Regions from separate parts of the Macaca mulatta genome. Here region 2 is linked to region 1. Evidence: chromatin contacts called from public Hi-C data. All regions are on one chromosome and are shown on one strand. Each heading gives the region's core, a stretch centred on a gene start, on an enhancer-like site or on the middle of the called end of the contact. The rest is flanking DNA. Distances are from core to core; before and after follow the strand shown.

Evidence for each region. A called contact is a pair of places that touch in the nucleus more often than the background predicts.
Region 2: a contact with region 1 is called in a Hi-C map of fetal cortex germinal zone, with 4 times the contacts expected there. The contact joins the promoter of DUSP23 here to the promoter of KCNJ9 in region 1. A contact is called at or near these places in 4 of 14 Hi-C or Micro-C datasets (CD4 T cells, cortical neurons, fetal cortex germinal zone and 1 more).

The regions. Positions count from the first base shown.
Region 1 is chr1:106,853,467-106,857,610 of T2T-MMU8v2.0, reverse strand. KCNJ9 (potassium inwardly rectifying channel subfamily J member 9) reads left to right here and starts at 2,174. Exons shown (of 7, transcript XM_077941043.1): 1 at 2,174-2,225; 2 at 2,512-2,795. PIGM (phosphatidylinositol glycan anchor biosynthesis class M) reads right to left here and starts at 2,685. Exons shown (of 2, transcript XM_077941063.1): 1 at 1,160-2,685. The coding sequence starts at 2,432. The coding sequence ends at 1,161.
Region 2 is chr1:107,113,227-107,117,379 of T2T-MMU8v2.0, reverse strand. It overlaps DUSP23 (dual specificity phosphatase 23), which reads left to right and starts at 2,399. Exons shown (of 3, transcript XM_015112822.3): 1 at 2,399-2,569; 2 at 2,675-2,943; 3 at 3,756-4,144. The coding sequence starts at 2,677. The coding sequence ends at 3,941. It overlaps LOC114670290 (a long non-coding RNA gene), which reads right to left and starts at 2,946. Exons shown (of 3, transcript XR_013396437.1): 1 at 2,847-2,946.

The DNA.
Region 1 (4,144 bases), core at 925-3,424:
TTACATCTAAAAAGTTGTCCTTTCCTTTTTTTTTTTTTTTGAGACAGGGTCTTGCTGTGGGCTCAAGCAATTCTCCCACCTCAGCCTCCCACGCAGCTGTGACTACAGGGGTGCATCACCACGCCTGGCTAAGTTTTTTTATTTTTTGTGGAGACTAGGTCTCACCATCTTGCCCCGGGTAGGTCTAGAACTCCTGGACTCAAGCGACCCTCCCAACTCAGCTTCCCAAAATGCTGGGATTACAGGCAAGGGCCACCATACCCAGCCTAAGAATATTTTTTGGATTTTCACAGCTGTCAGGAAAGCTTTAGAAAGAAAAGATAGGGGTTAAAAGTTGAGACACAGCTTAAGACAGAAGCATTGTAAAACAGGAACAAATACTGGCTTAAACCTGATGTCTCTAACTATATTCCTCTATTTTAAGAATCTTAGTATCTGATAGTTTCATAAGCCTTTCATTTTCCAATATGTAACCTTTTAAGGGAGAAGACCACCCCTCATATTGTCTTATGCCCAATTTCTGCCTCCAAAGAAAGAAAAAGTAAAAACTAAAAGGCAGAAATGAAATCCACAAGCAGACAGCCTGGCGCCACACCCTGGGCCTGGTACTTAAAGATCGACCCCTGACCTAATCCGTTCTGTTATCTATAGATTACAGACATTGTACAGAAAAGCACTGTGAAAATCCCTATCCTGTTTTGTTCCTATCTAATTACCGGTGCACGCAGCCCCCAGTCACATACCCCCTGCTTGCTCAATCGATCACGACCCTCTCACACGGACCTCCTTAGAGTTGTGAGCCCTTAAAAGGGACAAGAATTGCTCACTCTGGGAGCTCGGCTCTTGAGACAGGAGTCTTGCCCATGCCCCCAGCCGAATAAACCCCTTCCTTCTTTAACTTGGTGTCTGAGGAGTTCTGTCTGCGGCTTGTCCTCCTACACTTTATTCCCACCATGTCCCAAATAAACGAGTCCTAGGATTTCCTAGAAGGTGGACCTCAATTATTGTGTCCCTTTTATATACAAGACAAACATTCTGCTGGAACACGGAAACTTTCACTAGAATCCTTAGAATGTTCAGAAAAAATGTCCCAAAGCTCTCTTCTGGTCCATACAAGACAATCAGAATGTAACACAGTAGCAGAAGGTGTGGAACATACACTAGTCATATTTGATTCTCTCTGTCAGGGGTTCTTCTTTGTAATGGGAAATAATTTGAATCAGGATGGAAGAGTTGATAAGAAGGAAGAACAAACCAGCTAACCAGATAAACAGAAAGGTGTTCTTTCCTTGAAACTCAAGAACATAGGCAGGAGCCAGCCATAGGGCCTGCCCTATAAACCATAACATTAGGAGAACTACAGCTCTTTTCCAAGTCATTCTTACTAGTGGCATCACAAGAGGCAGTAAGCAGAGGTACCAAAGAAAGTACTGGGAGGTGCAGACTTTGTTAAAAGTCACAAAAATGGATGTATGAAGAAAACAACAAAAGACGAGGTCTCTGTAATAGGCGAAAGACACAGCTGAAAGCAAGATGAACTGTGGCAGGAATGCAGCAATTCCCAGGGAAAAACTCCACTTGCTCTCTGCAGTCAAATACAGCATGTAGAAGTATGGAGAAAAGTTGTGACGGATATCCCGCCTAGTCAGGTGATAAAAATAGGTGTGCTCCAAAAATTCCCAGCCGTACTCATAGTAAAAACCAAAGCTCAGGGCAAAAAACGTGAGTCCAGCAACCGCTACGAACAGCAGCACAGCCCGATCACACAGCCTCTTCAGGAGCTCGTACAAATGAGCCTGGAAAGTATACCGGGATTGACGGAGGCTTTTGTCATTGTCGCGATCTGGAAGCAGGTGGAGAGTTATGGGAAGGATATAAGTCACCGGATATATCTTCATATGCACCGCGAAACCATAGAACACAGCTGCACACGCGACGACTCTTTTCCTTATCAAGTACAGGACCATCAGGACCAGGGAGGCGACAATCGAGTCCGCATTACCTCGACTGGATACTGCCATAGGCAGGGGGTTAAGAAGCCAAAAGACACAGTAGCCACAAGCCTGGCGGCGCGCCAGCCCCTTCAGCAGCAGCAGGCGGTATAAGAGGAAAGCGGTGAGGAGGTCGCAGCTGATGAAGAGAAACTTTCCAAAGAGCTCGCTGAGGTAGATGTTGGGAGTGAGGAGCCAACCCAGCAGCGGGGTGTAACGGTACGTGGCTCTCAGGTAAGGCGAGCGCCCCTCCGTGACAAAGCGCGCGGCATCGGTGAAGACCTGGTAGTCAATGTCCGTATACCTCACGTGCAGGGTCCGGTCCTGGAAGACCCCATAGAAAACCAGGGCGACTCTGGCTAGAAAGGCCACACCAAACACGCCGGCGGGGGCTAGCTTCAAGTTAAGGAGCCATTCACCCCAGTGCTTGGTCGAGCCCATGATCTGACTGTGCGACAGCTGCTCAGCCCCAGCTCCAAACTGCCTTCGTACCTCTAACCTTCCCTTCGGTTCCTCGCAGCAGGTGGCCGCCGCATCTCCCACCCGCTAGGCCGCCAACCGAAACAACTGCGGACTACCACTTCCGGCATGAAGCCCCGCCCCCGTACTGCTACCTGTCTCCAGCCCCGCGCGGGATTCTCAGCCGCAGGAGCCAAACACTTGCCTTCCTCTGGATAGGCGGTCTCGCTTCCGCATCTTCTTCCGGCGGAGGCGGGATTTCCGGTCCCTGGGCGGAGAGACGTCCGCTTGCCGGGAAATCCGGCACTGGATTGAGGATTTTATGGAGCGGAGTGAGATTTCTTCGTAAGTGACAACCCCCAGCCCCACCGCCCTTATCCCGCGCCCCGTTTCCAGTCCTCAGAGGAAAACCCTCCGACGCGTAGCGAGCTGCGGGCTGCGCGCTACATCCCTCAGTCCTGGGATGGAGACCCGAGAGTGAAAAATGTAGGAGTGAAAGGAAGATAAGCCTTCTCATGCTTTACTCCACGAGCTCGCCGGTATTCACCGGGGATTTGTGGGGCCCCGGACAGGACAGGATGAGTTGAAGGGCTGAGTGTGTATGTCCCATGCAATATTGGAGGCATACTTATATTTTAAAATTGTTAGTTGGTAATCAGAGATTTAGATTTAAGTGGGCAGTTTGTATTTTATCCGGCAACCCTAAGTGAAGGTGATGGGAAAGAAGACAGGAAAGCGTCACAAAATTCCTAAACTTGTCAGCCCCTTATGCCTCAGTACCTTTGTGTTTGGTATTTCTTCTGTCAAAGTTGCCATCCCCTCCCCAATCACTCTGGCAAACACCTACTCAACCCTTCAGGCCTCAGTGCAAGTGTTAGCTCCCAGCTCCCACTCACTTCCTCATCACTCAGAATGAATGACTTCGATGCCAGTCCCCTCCCCTGTCCGAGGATTGGTGGACTGGGGCGGACGGGATCTAAGCTCCAGAAAATCACTCACACGGAAGACCCTGCCATGCTACTGAAAGTTCTCACAGTGCTCCAGAACTCCCTGGTCATTCCTTTGTTACAGCATTTGTCACACAGCTTTGTAATAACTGTTTTTGTTTGTTTTGCTCTCCTAGTTTTCCATCAGGACACTTTGAATTCCTCGATATCAGAGATTATCTTGTTCTTTTCTCTACCTCAACATCTAATACAGTACTAGTAGCCATTCAGTAAAGTTGAATTGATTTTAGAGGTTCCTCCTACCAGAATATTTATAGAGTGGCATCTTTGGATTGCTCCCAACTCCCAGTTATTTTCCCTTTTAAATATCCTTTATGTATGTCAAGGTCCGCAGCTCCCGCCACCCCACTCCAACCCAGCTTCCATGAATTTTTCACCAAGGACTGTAACCCATTAGCTCTTCCCTTTTTGTGATTACTTAGTGTACTTACATATAGTCCACGTTGTAGAATTTGATACTTTATTTTAGATTGTATTCATAGCCCTCACAAGAGATTGTAGGGTTCTTGGGGGTAGACATTATATCTTATCCTTAATTTTTTCAATTATTTGTAATTTATTGTAGTCTTAGGCACATGGTAAATGTTTGGTAAATACTGACTAGTTGGATTTTACAGAATAAGCCTGCTTCCTAGGGGAAGTCTTCTAGACTAGAATAAGAAAAGGAGGTGACTTCATCCAGTCTGA
Region 2 (4,153 bases), core at 1,150-3,649, 260 kb before region 1:
AAATGTACCTTCCCAGTCTTGCCAATGCATTCTACTTATTAATTTCCCATTCATTTGTTTATTTAACATTCTGAGCCCTGTGGCTCAGGCTCCCTATTAGATGTGTGGAATTCAAAGATGGAACAATGCATTCTTGCCTCCTGTGCAAACAAATATCCTCAATCCAATGAAATTACTATACTGGGAAGACATATTTATACAAGGTGAGATGGGAGTACAAAAAAACAAAAACAAACAAACAAACAAAAAAAGCCTAAATCTTCCTGAGGGTCAGGTAACTCTGTACAGAGGAGAAAATAAAAGAAGGTCAGTATCATGTATGTGGGCAGACAAGGAGGTGATTAGTTGCAGAAGTCCCGTTAACTGCAGAAGTCCGAGCCACGAAACCATCAGAGAGGGTTTTTCCTTACAGTTTGAGGCCCCCTGGGCCCAACACAAAACATCAAATGGCACCCGTGACAATGGGACACAGCTTAAGGCAGGGACCCTGGGCCCTTTCCATCTGGGTCTGCTGGAAGGGAAGGGCAGAGCTTCCTAAAAAGGGAGCCAATGGCCTGTCCACAGGGAGGCCCCAGTGGTTTGATGGGTGCACTGCTAGCCCTGCAGAAACCCACAAGAGGGAGAGAATCACTATTAGGGGACTCAGGAAAGAGGAAGATCTAGGTCTCCCAAAAAAATTTTCTCCTTCTGGAGAAGATGGGCTTTGAGCTGGATATCAAGAAGGCAAAGACCGGGCACATAGGAGGGCAGGGAGTGAAGTGGAAAGCTCCCTGATGAGTAGGGGAAGCAAAGAAAGGAGAACAAGGCAAAGGGACTAAGAAGAGGTTAACTCACAAGAACAAGTGCGACCAGAAATCCTGAAGAGCAGTTGGATAGGGAAGAGAAGTGGGAGGTCAGGGGGTGGGGGGAAGAGGTGACTGGTGGCTGAGAGACCATGGCTAGGAAACAGAGAAAGGAATAAACTGGGGAGGGCCGGTAAGATTGATAGGAATTTATGTAGGAAATGAGAGTGCAAACAGGAAGGGCTTAATTAGGGCTGTGATTGTCTGGAAGGAACAAAAGGGGAGATTTGGCAGCTCCTGGAACCTGGGGAAAGTAGTTGTCTGGGTAAACGGTAAGTGTATTTCCCACAGGGTCAGAGCAGGCTTTGATCTTTAGGAGAAGACAAATTCCTTTCCATCTTGCTGAAGCCAAAGGCTTAAATGGTCAAACGTGTGTCATAAGTAGGTGCAAAGGGAAGGAAATATAATACACCCTCATGGCCAAGTGCCCTGGGCTTGGATCACTGTGTCCTTGGCCAAGTTAACCAACTTCTTTAAGCTTCCAATGATTCATGTACAAAAAAGATACAAAAATGCCTTTCACATGTGGTTCTTCCAGAAAGCGCTTGGCACAGGGCCTGGCACATAAACAAATTCAGTAAGGGTTAACTATTTTCATAATTACAGTTAGTCTGCATCGCTACAAGCACATTACTCAAATGAGGATATGGACTGGTCAGATGACAGCGGAAACGGTGTTCAGATCTAGGACCCCCCACCTTGTAAGAACAACACTAATCAACTCTAGCCTGCTCAGGGGACAGTGACCCAGAGAACTAGCCTTGAAAAATGAAGAAATATGAAATACTAATAAAAATTAAGAAAACCCACAAGTGTTTAACCCAGATAATATTTGGGGACATGAGGGGGTTATGTGAAGAGAAAACAATGTTCCATTTAACTTTAGGAAATGGCGATGTTATTAAAGATTTTGGAGGCATTAGTCATCATCCTTTGGTCAAGTTTATTAACCTCTCCAGTGCCTCTGTTTTTTCATCCATAAAATGGGATTCATTAAATCACCTACCTTATAACTGTGGCGATTAAATGAGTATGTGTTAAGTGCTTAGAAGACTATCTGGCGCATAATAAATGCTCAATAAGGCCTGAGGAGCAACCGGATTGACAGAAGTGGGGGTTGACTGTTGGTGCTGGTTATTATTACTATAATTATTACCCTAGGTAAGTTTTTAATAGTTCCAGCAATGAAAAAATGAGAATAGCCTCCTGCGCAGCAGTAATTCCCTCTCACTGGAACAGTTCAAAAAGTCGCTGATAACTACCACTCAGTCATTAGAGAGCAGACTCCTCGTCCTGGGAGAAAGCCGATTTGTCATCTCTTAAACCCCAGGGCATCCAGCATGAAGGAGGTGGAACTAGGCCCGCCCGCGGGGACCCAGGGACAGGCGCTAGTGACGCAATGACTGCAACACGCCGCCAGGGCGCAGCAGAGCCCGACCCCGGGTTGCCCCTTCCGCAGCAAACAATTCCTAACTCGCTCCAGGTCTTCCTTCTTAGCTGAGTAGGTTGAACCACGCGGAAGTAACCCCGCCCATTATGATGAGCCAGCCAATCACCGCGTGACCTGCTCGGGCGGAGCGGTATCGCGGCGCTTCCCTCGGTCGCTCAGAGCCTGGGTTCCGCGTTCCAGCCCCGCCCCAGGGTCTGGGCCAATCCCCGCGGCAGGGTAGAGCGTCCCCGAGGACGGCGCCCCGCAAACCACGTGGCCCGGGAGGCGCCGAGGCCAGGTAGGCGGTGGGTTACCCAGCTCGGAGCGGGCGAGGAGACGGGTGGGCGGAGCGGGGCTGGCCAGCCTCGCCCCCCATGACCCGCTGTTCTGTGCCCTCTCCCAGCGATGGGCGTGCAGCCCCCCAACTTCTCCTGGGTGCTCCCAGGCCGGCTGGCGGGGCTGGCGCTGCCGCGGCTCCCCGCCCACTACCAGTTCCTGTTGGACCTGGGCGTGCGGCACCTGGTGTCCCTGACAGAGCGCGGGCCCCCTCACAGCGACAGCTGCCCCGGCCTCACCCTGCACCGTCTGCGCATCCCCGACTTCTGCCCGCCGGCCCCTGACCAGATCGACCGCTTCGTGCAGATCGTGGACGAGGCCAACGCACGGGGAGAGGTCAGAGGGCGGGGTCAGCGCAGGGAGGGAGGGGCCTGGAAGGTCATCCGGGGACGCGGGCGGAGCTGGGGAGACCCGGCCTGGAATAACTTAACTGGGCTCGGGGAGGTACTAGGGGCAGACAGTAGGGCCGGGAGACTGGCCGGGAGACTGGGAAGCCAGTGCGGGGGAGGGAGGCGCTAAACGGAAGGAACTAAAGAGAGGGCGAAGCAGTGCGAACTGGACTTGAGGAGAGGCGGTGAAAACCAGCTAATACTGTGAGTTGAGAAAGAGAAGGGTGTGGACAGACACCTGAGAGAGGTGGGGGTTGAAGTCAGGTGGAGGCTGTTTACCTTTTTTTTTTTTAGAGTAAAGCTGCCCAAATATAACGGAACGTAAGTGGCTCCATGTAATGTTAATTTTTCTAGCAACCGCGTTCTTAAAAAGCAAAGAAGCGATAAAATTAATTTTGGTGATCTTAATGAGATATTTTCATTCTTTTTTCCACTACCTCTTCATACCCTGTTGCGTTTTTCACACTACATCTCAATTTGGACTAGCCACATTTCAAGTACACAGTAGCCACAGTAGCCGTGGCGAGTGGTTTCTGTATTGAACACTACAGGTGGAGGGCTGTGCGGAGGCGGGCAGCTCTTGAACCAGCCACTGCAGAGGCCTCTTAGCCACCCAGTGCAGGGACAGCCCTCCCTGACTTTGCTGCAGAGCCCTGGACCTGGCACAGAAGAAGGAGCTGTGGGGAGAACCAAGTGAGGGACAGGAGACAGTTGGGGTTGGGGGAGTTGGGCGGCACCCATCGAGCTCCCTCTTCATAGGCTGTGGGAGTGCACTGTGCCCTGGGCTTTGGCCGCACTGGCACCATGCTGGCCTGTTACCTGGTAAAGGAGCGGGGCTTGGCTGCAGGAGATGCCATTGCTGAAATCCGACGACTACGACCCGGCTCCATCGAGACTTATGAGCAGGAGAAAGCAGTCTTCCAGTTCTACCAGCGAACGAAATAAGGGGCCTCAGTACCCTTCTACCGGGCCCTCACTCCCCTGCCCCATGTTGTCGATGGGGTCAGAGATGAAGGGAAGTGGACTAAAGTATTAAACCCTCTAGCTCCCAGTGGCTCAAGACACTGAAGTAGCCCACCCCTGCAGGCAGGTCTTGATTGAAGGGGAGGCTTGTACTTTTTTGTTGAATAAATGAGTTGTACAAACCAGGGCACGTT